Linked DNA regions of Sus scrofa: all the other regions are linked to region 2. The links are chromatin contacts, called in public HiChIP or PLAC-seq maps. All regions are on one chromosome and are shown on one strand. Each heading gives the region's core, a stretch centred on a gene start, on an enhancer-like site or on the middle of the called end of the contact. The rest is flanking DNA. Distances are from core to core; before and after follow the strand shown. Region 1 has its middle 130 kb from the start of AHR. Region 2 has its middle 160 kb from the start of AGR2. Region 3 has its middle 84 kb from the start of AHR. Region 4 has its middle 53 kb from the start of AHR.

Region 1 (2,847 bases), core at 22-2,521, 170 kb after region 2:
TGCATTGAATCTGTAGATTGCTTTGGGTAGTATGGCCATTTTTACAATATTAATTTTTCCAACCCAGGAACATGGAATATCTTTACATTTCTTTACATCTTCTTTAATTTCCTTGATTAAAATTTTCTAGTTCTTGGCATATAAGTCCTTTACCTCCTTGGTCAGCTATATTCCCAGGCATTTGATTTTTTGGGGTGCAATTTTAAAAGGTATTGTACTTCTATATTCCTTTTCTAATATTTCATTGTTAGTATACAGAAATGTGACTGATTTCTGAATGTTAATTTTATATCCTGCTACTGTGCTGAATTTGTTGATCAGTTCAAGTAATTTTTGAGTTGAGTCCTTAGGGTTTCCTATATATAGTATCATGTCATCTGCATACAGTGACAGTTTTACCTCTTCTCTTCCTATTTGGATGCCTTTCATTTCTTTTGTTTGTCTGATTGCTGTGGCTAGAACTTCCAATACTATGTTGAATAACAGTGGTGAGAGTGGGCATCCTTGTCTTGTTTCAGGTTTTAGTGGGAATGCTCTCAGATTTTCTCCATTGAGTATTATGTTTGCTGTGGTTTTGTCATAAATGGCTTTGAGGTTTGCTTTTTAAACATCCTGTTGACTCAGCCAAATTCTTTATCATTAATATTGCATCATTTATTCATCCTAAAGCTTTTTTCTTTATTTCTAAAACATCTCTGGCTATGAAATCAAGATTGCCTTGAAATATTGGTTGACAGATGACAATTTCTTTTTGTTCAAATCGCAATTTTTTGTGTCTATATTTTAAATTTATTTTGAGTATGAACATACGCTTAGTCCTTATTACTTGTATACTAATGTGCCTGTAAATCAGCTAAGCTGAATAACGCAGCCTTCCTCAAATTTTCAATTTCTAGGGCCTATTGCAAGCTGACTAAATATCTAACATGTTTTGTACTAAATATGAATTCACTTATCAATTGCATTCTTAAAGTTTTTCATTCAGATTTCTCTATTGAATCAAATTGGCATTTTCATAGTTTCTTCTTAGACTCCTTTTTGAAGAAAAAATATATATAGTTTAGAAAGTGCAGTTACTATTTATAACAAGGGAAAAATGCAAATATCACAGCAGAAGTAATTACATCAAATTAGCATGGCCTTAGACATACTTATATGCTGATATGTCCTAACTGCGTTTCTCTAGTTCAGACCTCCCTCCCAAATTCTAGACCATGAGTTAGCAAACTTTGACCTTCAAGCCAAATTTAGCTACAGCCTGTTTGTGTAAATTTTTATTGTAACACAGCCCTGCCCATTATTTTGCACATTGTCTGTGGTTGCCCAGGGGTGGAGTAGTTGTGACGTAACATCTGGCCCACAAAGTCTAATAAAATATTTATTCTCTGTTCCTTTACAAAAGTTTGCTGATTTCTGCTCTAGACTTACAAGCCTATTCCCTCCTATATCTTCACTTAGATGTCCAAAAGTAATGTTGAACTGAAAATGTTCAAAACCAAACTCGCCATCTTTCCTCCAAAAGCTGTTCCAACAGGTGTCTTACCCATCCCAGTTGATGACAATTCCATCTTTACACTTGTTCAAACCTAAAGCTTTGGAGTCATTTCTTTACTTTCTGGTTTCTCTCCCAGCCCTCCTCCAGGCAATGAGATCATCCTAAAGGCTCTATTTTCAGCAAGTACTTGGAATTCAGTCTTTTCTCAAGCCCCTCCACTGCTGAGGCTTTGGTTAGAACAAGCATCATGTTTTAGCCTCATTACTGCTATTGCTGCCCAGGCTGCTTTCTTTTTTTTCTTTTTTTTTTTTTCTTCATTTTCTTTCCTTTTTTTTTCTTACTACTCAGTGAATTTATTACATTTATACTTGTACAATGATCATCACAATTCAAATTTATAGGATTTCCATCCCACAACCCCAGCGCAGCCCCCCAAGGCTGCTTTCTTTTGGCTGTGGCCTTTATAATCCCCTTGACTCTTTTCAACACACGTCTAAATTAATCCTAATGAAATAGAAATCACTCTATGGCTTTTTGCTTCTCTAAACTTTATGGTGGCTCCCACTTTTCCTTAAAATATAACCATCTCTAAGTCATTTTATTCCTCCAAGTTCATTTATTCTTCCTTCCTCAGAATTTGGTTAATAGAATTTCTATTTGATTAATAAAATTCCCATCCATTTTGACTCTTTCTAATTTTAAGATGATACTTCCACTACTAAAACTTCATAACTTAAACTCAGTTCATTAGAAACCAGAGCTTAAGGCTAAGATCATAAATATTTTTTGAGGAAGTACAAGCTTAACGTTAATGATATCATGGAAAAATGGTAATAAAACAAGGAGAGATGGAAAGTAATGAAATAGAATTGTTAGTGCAGTAGCCACCCTTTTCAACTAGCTGCAGAAAAACACAGTAAGATACTCAGGTGTGTTCTTCTGGCATGTAGGAATTTTTTGAAAAACCCACAAGGAAAGGCTGTAATTTAAAATGTCAAAGGGACAAAGAAAAGGAAAAGTATCTGCCTAGCACCCTTTTACTCCCCCTTCCCTTTGGTTAGAGTTTCCCCATAGAAAGCTGATTTTCCTCACCTTTGTGTTGCCTTGTCTGGCTGTACAGAAAGCAGGTAGTGTGGCATTTTATTGAACCCAGAAATGACTCGACACAAATGAGCTCAGCATGTGGGAAGTGAGGACAGCTTAAGCTCAACATTTTAAAATCTGACTCAAGTGTCCTCTGAGAATTAGACACCCGCAAAGTCACAGGTGGTCTGTAAGGAAAGTAAATTCTTTAGAATTAGGCAACTGAGGGAATCTGGGAAGGGCTACAAAACTCCCAATTCCAGTTATCA
Region 2 (3,184 bases), core at 226-2,725:
CCAAACTCTCGCTGAAAAATTCATGGGCTGCATTTCTTTATCACAGAGGAAAATAAAGTAATTCTTTATAACTGGTTTTTGGTATATCTGCCACATATTTCAGTCATCACTGCTTCCCTGTCCATTGTTTAGAAACCATATTTTAAATAATCTGTCCTAGAACTTTGTTATACAAAGCTGTTATTTCTAAATTATCTCTCCTTTTGGAAAAACTATAATGAATTCCTCATATCCAGCTTTTTTGCATTTTCTATACTTTATGATTATTAAATTATCATCATATTTCACTTTAAAACTCTCACTTGCCCTAGCTAGGCTTTCCCTGCTGTGACATTTCATTAATTTAGAGTTATTACATAATTATTTAAGTTTCTCTAGGGCAGGGACTACAGCCACCACTGACTTGGCCACAAAGCATATTTTGCTGTATTGAACAAATGACTCTCTTTCCTTATCTTGGCTTACCAAAGTCAATTCAAAATTTTTCAATCAGAAGATCATTTTATTTGTTATATTTTCCTGTAAATAACAGAAAACACAAAATCCACAGCACCTTCAACAAAATAGAGGTAAATGTGATCCCAGGTGAGCAAGGATCCATCTCCTCCTTTCTTTTTGCTCTGTCATTCTTATGCCCCGAGGTCCAACAAGCTGCTGGAGTTCCATCCATTACCTGTGTCTTCAAGGTAGCTGGAAGTAGAAGGGGCAAGGTGACTCACTGCTGAGACAGCTTTCTTTAAATAACCTGCTTATTCTTGCTTTCCATAACTTTGTCAAATGGCCACACTGAGCTGTAAGGGGCCACACATAGGTGTAAAATGTAATCCTTGACTAGGTTCATTGCAACTCTGGTGAAAGTTATTTCTGTTGCTTTGGAGATGAGAACAGCCTTTGGGTGGCATCAGTCAGCACTGCTAAAACTTAAGGAGAGAACAGACTAAATAGGTATTCAGGACTTCCTTCTTCATGTTCTTCCAAAAAATTTGTCTTAAGACAGTTTCGGAATTCCTGTTGTGGTGCAGCGGAAATGAATCCAACTAGTATCCATGAGGATGTGGATTTGATCCCTGGCCTTGCTGAGTGGGTTAAGGATTTAGCATTGCCATGAGCTGTGGTGTAGGTTGTACATGCGGCTTGGATCCCATTTTGCTGTGGCTCTGTTGTAGGTTGGCAGCTACAGCTCTGCTTCATCCCCTAGCCTGGGAACCTCAAAATGCCTCATGTGGCCCTAAAAAGAAAAAAAAAAAAAAAAAAAACGAAAGAGAAGACAGTCTCATATCTCTGACCAACTTTTTGCTTCAAGCATCAGTAATAAGCCCATTTTACTGACTGTAGAAGTGTATAGACATTTTACATCTTAAAATTTAGACTTCTTAACATGCTTTTCTATTTGTTTTTGTTGATGTTTCTATGTATTCATACTGGCTTCTTCAGCTTCCTCCTCTCTTTAGTTCTCTTTTGAGATTTGCAGTTACTCAATCAGAGCAGCAATTTTTCTGGCTTTCTAACCATGTCGAGTCACATTGATTTCCAGATGCTTAGGTCATGGACTTATGAATCTTTTTCCTCTATTTTCGAAAAGCTCTCTTCTGCACATTTTCAAGAGGATGTATCTAACTGGTAAGCGTTAGTCTTTTCCTGCCAGTCTCCTGCCCCATTTTATGCCAGTGGGATTGGACTGGAGCTTCCATTCTCTGCAGCCAGGGCTGGGCACCTCTCCCTGGCCTGGTCATTGTTCTCTCCTTGTGTTCACAGTGATTGCTCCCAGGATGGGCAAGTGATGCAAATCATGTCTTTTACTGAAGCCACTGCAGGGGGCCCTGCCCTTCCTTCTGAGATTGTTAGAAGCCATCTCTAGCACTACCTGGAGAGAAAGCGTGTCTGAGAATAGAGCCAACACAGGGGAAAGCATAGCAGATGGAGGACTGAAGTGAGCTTTCTGAGAACATCTTTTGAGTACCACTCCTTGTGCTGTATAAGCCAATTAAAATCCTTTCTCCCATTAAGCAAAGTTTAATTTTTGAAACTTGTACTTAAAGGAATCCTTTCAGCTTGGTTAGGTAACCTCTTCCTGGTTCTTGTTCAGTCCACTAGCCAGCCACTTTGAACTTATTTGTTAAAATGTACCTGTTTTATATGTTACAGATGACTCCACTTGTGCTAGTTGGATTACATAATGTGGATATGAAGTACTTACAGGTTACAACCTCTAACCAGTCAGTGTCTACATAATGGTGCTACTGAGAAATCATCAGGTTCCGTGTTTATATGAAACAAAGGATTGGTTTCAACTTGGACTCAATCTCACCAGTTTCTCTGCTGACTTTCTTTATTTTAGCATGGAAAGATCCTAGAGGCAATTGCCTAGAAACATGACTGTACTAGAGAGGGGAAAGTAGAAAGAGGCACAAATAATGCATTCCAGAGACCAACTGGGACCCAGGCAGTTTTCAGAATATTCTGAAGGAAATTAAAACCTCTTAAGAAACCAGTTAATAACATTTCAGTTCTCCAGAACTTGAACTTTGAGCAACTAGAAATTTTCAAATATTAATGAAAGGCCATGATATAATTAAGAGCCATTTCAACCTAGAATGGCAAGGGACGCAGGAGGAGGGAAGCAAAACTGACATTTGTTGAGCTTCAGCTAAGTGTGAGGCGTGGTCTAGGTTTCTGTTATGCAGAACTTGATACTAAAAACTTTGAAAGCAGAGGCATTTTCAAAGCCAAAACTGTCTTCCAAAGGGGAAATGGGAAGATAGTGTCTGGTATATAGGAAGCATTCAGTAACTAGTAGCAACTATGGTGATGATAGTGATGCTGACAGACACCTGGGTAAGGTAAACCTTCCCAGCACATTGAGGTTGGGTTCTGACACCCTGAATGAGACACCAGGTCCACAGAAGCCCTTGGGTTTCTAATTGAGCAAAATAAAATACCTTGTCATTGTCTTCCAGGGGTAAATATTAAAATGTACTTCCTCAGAGTTCCTGGCATGGCTCAGTGGTTAATGAACCCGACTATGAAAATATGAAAATCTTGGCTTCAGGGGTGACACTGAGGGGTAATATTATTTTAAAATAATAAATAATATTAGGTTGGTTGACATTTCACTAACTCTTAAATTTGGAAATATTCCAAATTATGCATCACCAGACAATAATTTCTGAACAGGTTCAATAGC
Region 3 (3,288 bases), core at 223-2,722, 210 kb after region 2:
TTCTGAGTTAAGCTGACCCTCCTCCACAAAAAAAGGGGGAAAAAGGGAACTAAGAAATAATGGCAAGGAGAAAAATGGAATAGCAAAAACAAGGTAAGAGAAGTTTCACACCAAAAGGGCCAGTCAAAGAGGTGAAAACCTACAGGGTACAGTGGACCGGAAACCACAGAAAGTAAAACAGAATGAGAAAGCTCTGGTTTTGTACTGGAGGCAGAGTTTAAAGAGATTTCTAAGATGCTATGATTTCATCCTTGGGTGGGAGCAACCTATGTACAGCATGAATTGGTTTGCACTACTTTAGGGCAACTCAAGGTTCTAAGTATTTTCCTCTACGTATTTAGTGACTATGTATGTGTTACTTGCCACAGGGAAAATGTGGATCGTGAAAATTATGGTTTCTGTTTCTCAAACACTGCTAATAAAACATCTCTATAAACATCTTTATGTCCAACACATTGACATTAAACACTCTGGTTCCATTGAAGCTTTTTACACAGTAGCTGACACCTGTGCACAGCTCTGGTTTCCCCTCGGAAATATACAGGAAAATATGGGCGCTTCACTAGTCCCTTTCCCATAAATGTTTTCCAAGTTTCATAGACAAATATCCTCTGTATTTTGTCTGCTGAAATATTCATTTCATTGTCACTGGGAGTTTGGCAGGTCTTAGCTCACCCAGGTCATGTTGTTCCTTCCCTTCTGCAAAAGTTGCATAAAACTTCAGGTCAGAGGAGGCCACTCTATGGGTAGATTCAGCAGCACTTTCTTCTACTTCTGTGGCTTGAAATACTCCATGGAAGACTGCACAGAGCTTATCTTCTTTCTATTGCTTTAGACACGTAGGAGTTGCTAACAACACTTAATAATCTCCTGAAAGGAGAGGCCCCATCTCTTAGGATGTAACATGTTGAGAACTAGTCTAGGAAGTTAACCTAAACCACACATTAGTAACTGAAACTTTCAAATTCATGCTGTTGGGAAAAAAAAGGAAAGCCAAAAGTTAAAATTGTTGTTGGTTACTGAATGCCATCAGAACAAGAAAGAAAAGAGAGGAACTGCATAAAAAAAAAAATAAAACTAAAAGTTGGTGTTGTAAAAGACATAATGAGACATGGTAAATATGGCAAGCTAGTGGTAATCCTCTCTCTCTTGAAGTGTTGTCATAAGAGTGAGAAAAATTGTATATGGATCACCCAGCGAGTATTCATATGTTCTAGACCAATACAAGTGTATTTTACCTGTAGTATTTACTTCTGTTATCTTTAATTCCTCACAAGCACTTATAAAGTAGACTCAACCCTGTTTTACAGATAAGAAAATTGAAAGTAAAGGAAGCATACATTTCTTGTCCACGGTGAGACAGCTACTCATTCTGAGTCAGGATTTGCACCCAGGCAGTTTAGCTCCAGAGATAAGAGCATTAACCCCTACGTTGCAGAACTGGCCTCAGTGTACAGAGGAGTTCTGAGCAAGGTCTCAACTCCTGACTTTGACCAGGTGGGGGCAGCAGGAGATGCTCAGTGCTTTAGTCAGAGTGATCTTTCCAATATGTAACTCTATAGATTGTGTTCTCTTGCTTTAAAACGCAGTAAGTGTTGAGTTCAGACTGCTGTGGAAATGTAGTGAAGCACTTCATGATGTGGGGTCTGCCTATCCCTTTAACTCATGCATTGTTGGCTGCTCTTGCTATTGTTTTTGTTTTGTCTTTTTGTCTTTTCTAGGGCCACACTTGCGGCATATAGAGGGTCCCAGGCTAGGGGTTCAGTCGGAGCTGTAGCCACCGGCCTATGCCAGAGCCACAGCAACGCGGGATCCAAGCCACGTCTGTGACCTACACCACAGCTCAGAGCAGCACAGGAGCCTTAACCCACTGAGCGAGGCCAGGGATGGAACCTGCAACTTCATGGTTCCTAGTCACATTCGTTAACCACTACGCCACGAGGGATACTCCGCTATTGTTTTTTTGTTTGTTTGTTTAAATATATTGTTTCTTTAATATAATATATCGGATTTTGCCATACTCTGTTGTAGTTGCTTATATACAAGTCTATCTGCCTGAGAGGCTAGAATCCAGTGAGGGAGCTTCCATGTTTGTTTTCTCTCTGTTATACTCCATTAGGGAGTAATAGCCAAAATTTGAATTAACAGAAGTCACAGGCCTCAGTCAATCAGGATAGACATCTGAAGTAACCAAGCAGTAGGATTTTGTCATTGGGTAGCCTTCCATTACAGACCACTGGTGGATACTTTCTATTTGTGAATGAATGAATGAATGAACGATGTTAAGAAATAGCACTAGATATTTTTGCCTTTGGTTTCATTCTCACTCTTGGCTCTGCTTTATGTCCTTTTTCTTCCTCAATTCTAAGTTATATATTTAAAAATATATTTTGGGAATTCCTGTTGTGGCATAGTAGGATCGGCAGCCTCTTGGGATCACTGGGACACAGGTTTGATCCCTGACCCAGCACAATGGGTTAGGGATCTGGCACAGCCACAGCCGTGGCTTGGATTTGATCCCTGGCCTGGGAATTACATATGCCGGGGGTTGGCCAAAAAAGAAAAATGTTTCTGTATCCTTAAAATTAGATTTTAATCTCTTTCGTGATGAGGATTGGGATAAGTTAGTACATAAAACTGTTGGTGGATATTAACTACCATTGAAACTGATCACTACAAGGATCAATAAGATGGGTGTTCACCTGAAAAATAGGCTGTGGATTATAATACCTTTTTTTCCAAATATCAACCGTTCTGGCTGTTTTGGTGTCTCGAATTTAGAGATTTGTTTCTTATAATTAAAATGTTGCCTTTCAAAGATGAACTGCAAGCTATCCTGGAATGGTTAAGTACTGAAAAATTTAATTAATATTTTAAAATCTTAGCATTGATTCATTTTATTGTTTCCACTTGATACCTTAAAAATTAAGAAGTAAAATAAAATAATCTCAAAAGCCACTTAAGGCAAATGCTGCATTTTTATTGGAGTAAAGAGGAAGAGATTAATCTAAAATTGTGAGAGAAATGCTGGGTACAAATTTTAATTGCACGGAAAGCATATGGACATGCATTTTATACATGTCCAGATAGTTGATCGTTAATAAGCTCACAGCTGATTTCAATGTTCAGCAGCTAGATTTGGGCACCACTGATGGAGCATAGGTTCATGTGGCAAAATTACATCTGGAAAGGGGACCCAAGGGCATCCTCGTGCCTTGAGTTCCTAGGATGGAAAGGTACATTAAATGAGAGGAGGAAGAATATTAAAGTGGCATCTCAGGACACAAA
Region 4 (3,025 bases), core at 364-2,863, 240 kb after region 2:
AAGAAATAGAAAACTTATGATAGATTTTAAGGTGGGAAGAGATAATATGACCATGTTTGCATCTGATAAAAAATAAACTATGTATTACAAATAATAGTCATACCCATTTAATACATTTAAATTTATAACCTCATATTCAATCTTCTTGCCCCTTCCAATATCTGAAGGGCTCAATATTACATAAGTTTAAGCAAAAGCAAGTCTTAGGCATTTCATACTTCTTATGTGGGGCTCATGTAAGAATAGCTGGTAGTTGGAATTCCCATTGTGGCTCAGGGGTTAGGAACACGACTAGTATCCCTGAGGATGCGGATTCGATCCCTGGCCTCACTTGGTACGTTAAGGATCCAGAGTTGCCTTGAGCTTTGGTGTAGTTCACAGATATGGCTTGGATACTGCATTGCTGTTGCTGTGGAGTAGGCTGGCAGCTGCAGCTTATATTTGACCCCTAACCTGGGACCTTCCATATGCTGCAGGTGCAGCCCTAAAAAGCAAAAAAGAAAAGAAAAAGAATAGCTGGTAGTTTCTTTCTTACTGTTATGAAAACATAAAGAGAAAATGTGCCATGTTAAAACAGGAAACTTCCTTTCTTTATACATTTTCTAGTAAGTGTCAAAGCCAAATGAAAAGAAAAATTATTTCCAGAATGCTTTCAACTGTCTTGTCCTCCCAGGACTTCTTAGTGGAGGGAAGATCCTGCCCTTTGAAAGCATAGACCGTGCTTGTCTGTGCTCTTCACTTCTGCCCTATATCTGTCTGCCTGACAACTATTCACAGAGTCAGCCTTCATTCCCTATTTCCAAATAAGAATTTAACTCAAGTTATATTAAGAAGAAAAAAATGTAGGTTATATATGCAATGGAAAATATCCATCCATGAGTGGTTTTCTCTTATGAATTTTTTTTTGCCCATGCCTATGCATGCAGAATTTCCCAGGACAAGGATTGAATCCTCACCACAGCAGCAACCTGAGACACAGCAGTGACAATGCCAACTCCTTAACTGCTACACTGCCAGGAAACTCCTCTTATGAATATTTGACAATTGACATTTTTATGTTGCTTAATATAAAGATGATCACCATGGTGACAGGAGTGAAGGTTCGCAGGCCCATTTGTGGTCATTAACCCATCTCCCTCTCTCTGTCTCATATCCCTCTCTTGCCATAATGACTCAGAGGATCAGGCAGGGCACCAGCACAACTCCATGTTCAAATTCTGGCTGGGGTCCACACAGATTTCACAGTCCATGGCTATTAGTGCAAAAGCACATGAGTCCTGATTTTATGGAAAAATAGACAATTTCTGTTCAGATCTTGGGTTCTTTATAGGAAATGTCCTGCATGAGGAGAGCAGTGGAAGAGAAGCAGTTGATAGATAAATAGGATAACATGGCATCTCAGTGTCTCATGGATATCATCCTCACAGATAAAACCTAAGTCTCTCTGTGTGACTGACATGTAGGCCTTTATCCATTTCTAATGAAAGAGCAGAGAAGTTACTCTCCTGTGGCTTTTGCTGGTACTTTTTATAGCCAAAGTGTGGTAGGAAGTAGGCCCCAAGTTCCCTTGGCAACAAGTAGAGTCGAAGCAATACAAAGAAATCTGAATCATCAGTGAATCATCTGAGGATTTGTTTCCAATCCTTGGAAATAATTTACTGATTGTTTTTTTCTCTGTGTGGTGTTTACTTACTCCAAGGGAAGAGCACAGGAAACGTAAGAGTGCACTTTGGTCAATCACTTAAGAATCACAGTGAATGCTCCAAGTGGGCCTTAATATCACTATCCAAATAAATACATAAATAAATACCGTGCTTTCTTCATTAAGACAATACTCACATTTGAAGGGAACTGATAGGCAACACATCAGAGTATCAGCAGTGGGGAAATTCCCTTCTCCAAAGAAATAACCTGATGTCCCCAGAAAAGGGTTTCAGGATGTTGCTGCATTTAAACTAAATTTTTCTTAGCATCAAGGAAAGGTGATGTCTACACAGCTCATTGTTAATACCAGAGGGCATTTTCAGATGCCGACAAAGAGAACTGATATGGTTACACCTGAATCATGAGCACATGCATACACACACACATAAATACACACACACACACACACACACACACACACACACACCAGTACACAATATCTGACACTTCTAGACATCAGTTATTCAGTTTCTCCTACTATTTTTTTCCACAGGATATATCTCTTCTATAAGCCCTTTATCTTTATTCCTATTGATTCTCCCTAATTTCAAGATTTATCACTTTGTTCTCTTGGTTTAGATCGTCGTTTACTCCAATCTTTGTGCAGAGAGAAACAACTTCCTCTAACTATACTTTTTCTCATGTCAGCCTCCCATTCAAAACTCATTGAGGAGGCTCAGTGGCTTCTTGTGGACCATGGCTTATTTATCGTCATATTCACAACATGTATCATAGTGCCTGACCCCTAAAATATGTTCAATAAATGATTATTGAATGATTTATAATAATTGTGGATTTTTTATTTATACACTCCCCCATAAAAGATCTAAATCTACTTTTAAGCATAAGTCTAATGTCCTAAGTGTTTGCATCCATAGCTACTAGCATGGTCTCTGGTGTATTGTTCCTTCTCAACTACCATTTATTGAAACAGTGAATCAAATATTGTAGTCTCCCCTACCTAGGGGACCTCATCTCCTACCAGTCCCCTCCTTCCTGTGAGGTGATCCTTTGTACCTGTCAAGCTCCATGTAATCACCCATACCATTTACTTCAGATGAAGGATCACCACCTACCTAAGTTCTATCCTTCAAGGCCCAGTCCAAGTCTCATCCTATTCACAAAGGGAGAGATTTTCTGATTCTTCAGTCCTCACCAATCTCCATGTTCTTTAAACTCATAGTGTATACAGCCTTTTTGCAAATGTCGTCCCTAATAATCTATTATTTGCTTCCTTTCTGACTCCTGGGTGATAGCACTTATTTCCTAATCCTTGGCATCTCCCACATACTGATGACACTCAGCTCCTTTATCTCCTATA

Evidence for each region. HiChIP or PLAC-seq counts read pairs in DNA pulled down with a chosen protein or histone mark.
Region 1: an H3K27ac HiChIP or PLAC-seq map of alveolar macrophages shows a contact between it and region 2. The contact joins two enhancer-like sites.
Region 3: an H3K27ac HiChIP or PLAC-seq map of alveolar macrophages shows a contact between it and region 2. The contact joins two enhancer-like sites. A contact is called at or near these places in 4 of 47 Hi-C or Micro-C datasets (embryonic fibroblasts, epiblast stem cells and liver) and 1 of 2 datasets of contacts at active chromatin or transcription factors (alveolar macrophages).
Region 4: an H3K27ac HiChIP or PLAC-seq map of alveolar macrophages shows a contact between it and region 2. The contact joins two enhancer-like sites. A contact is called at or near these places in 1 of 47 Hi-C or Micro-C datasets (embryonic fibroblasts) and 1 of 2 datasets of contacts at active chromatin or transcription factors (alveolar macrophages).

Annotation. Positions count from the first base shown.
Region 1 is chr9:86,378,305-86,381,151 of Sscrofa11.1, forward strand. No RefSeq gene overlaps it. Among named protein-coding and RNA genes, the nearest start is that of AHR, 130 kb to the right of the region's middle. Within about 2 kb of position 1,272, at least 4 of the 83 cell types and tissues checked have an H3K27ac peak or open chromatin away from gene starts, as enhancers often do. A contact at or near this core is called in alveolar macrophages, where this site is marked.
Region 2 is chr9:86,212,421-86,215,604 of Sscrofa11.1, forward strand. No RefSeq gene overlaps it. Among named protein-coding and RNA genes, the nearest start is that of AGR2, 160 kb to the left of the region's middle. Within about 2 kb of position 1,476, at least 4 of the 83 cell types and tissues checked have an H3K27ac peak or open chromatin away from gene starts, as enhancers often do. A contact at or near this core is called in alveolar macrophages, where this site is marked.
Region 3 is chr9:86,425,774-86,429,061 of Sscrofa11.1, forward strand. No RefSeq gene overlaps it. Among named protein-coding and RNA genes, the nearest start is that of AHR, 84 kb to the right of the region's middle. Within about 2 kb of position 1,473, at least 10 of the 83 cell types and tissues checked have an H3K27ac peak or open chromatin away from gene starts, as enhancers often do. A contact at or near this core is called in alveolar macrophages, where this site is marked.
Region 4 is chr9:86,456,923-86,459,947 of Sscrofa11.1, forward strand. No RefSeq gene overlaps it. Among named protein-coding and RNA genes, the nearest start is that of AHR, 53 kb to the right of the region's middle. Within about 2 kb of position 1,614, at least 16 of the 83 cell types and tissues checked have an H3K27ac peak or open chromatin away from gene starts, as enhancers often do. A contact at or near this core is called in alveolar macrophages, where this site is marked.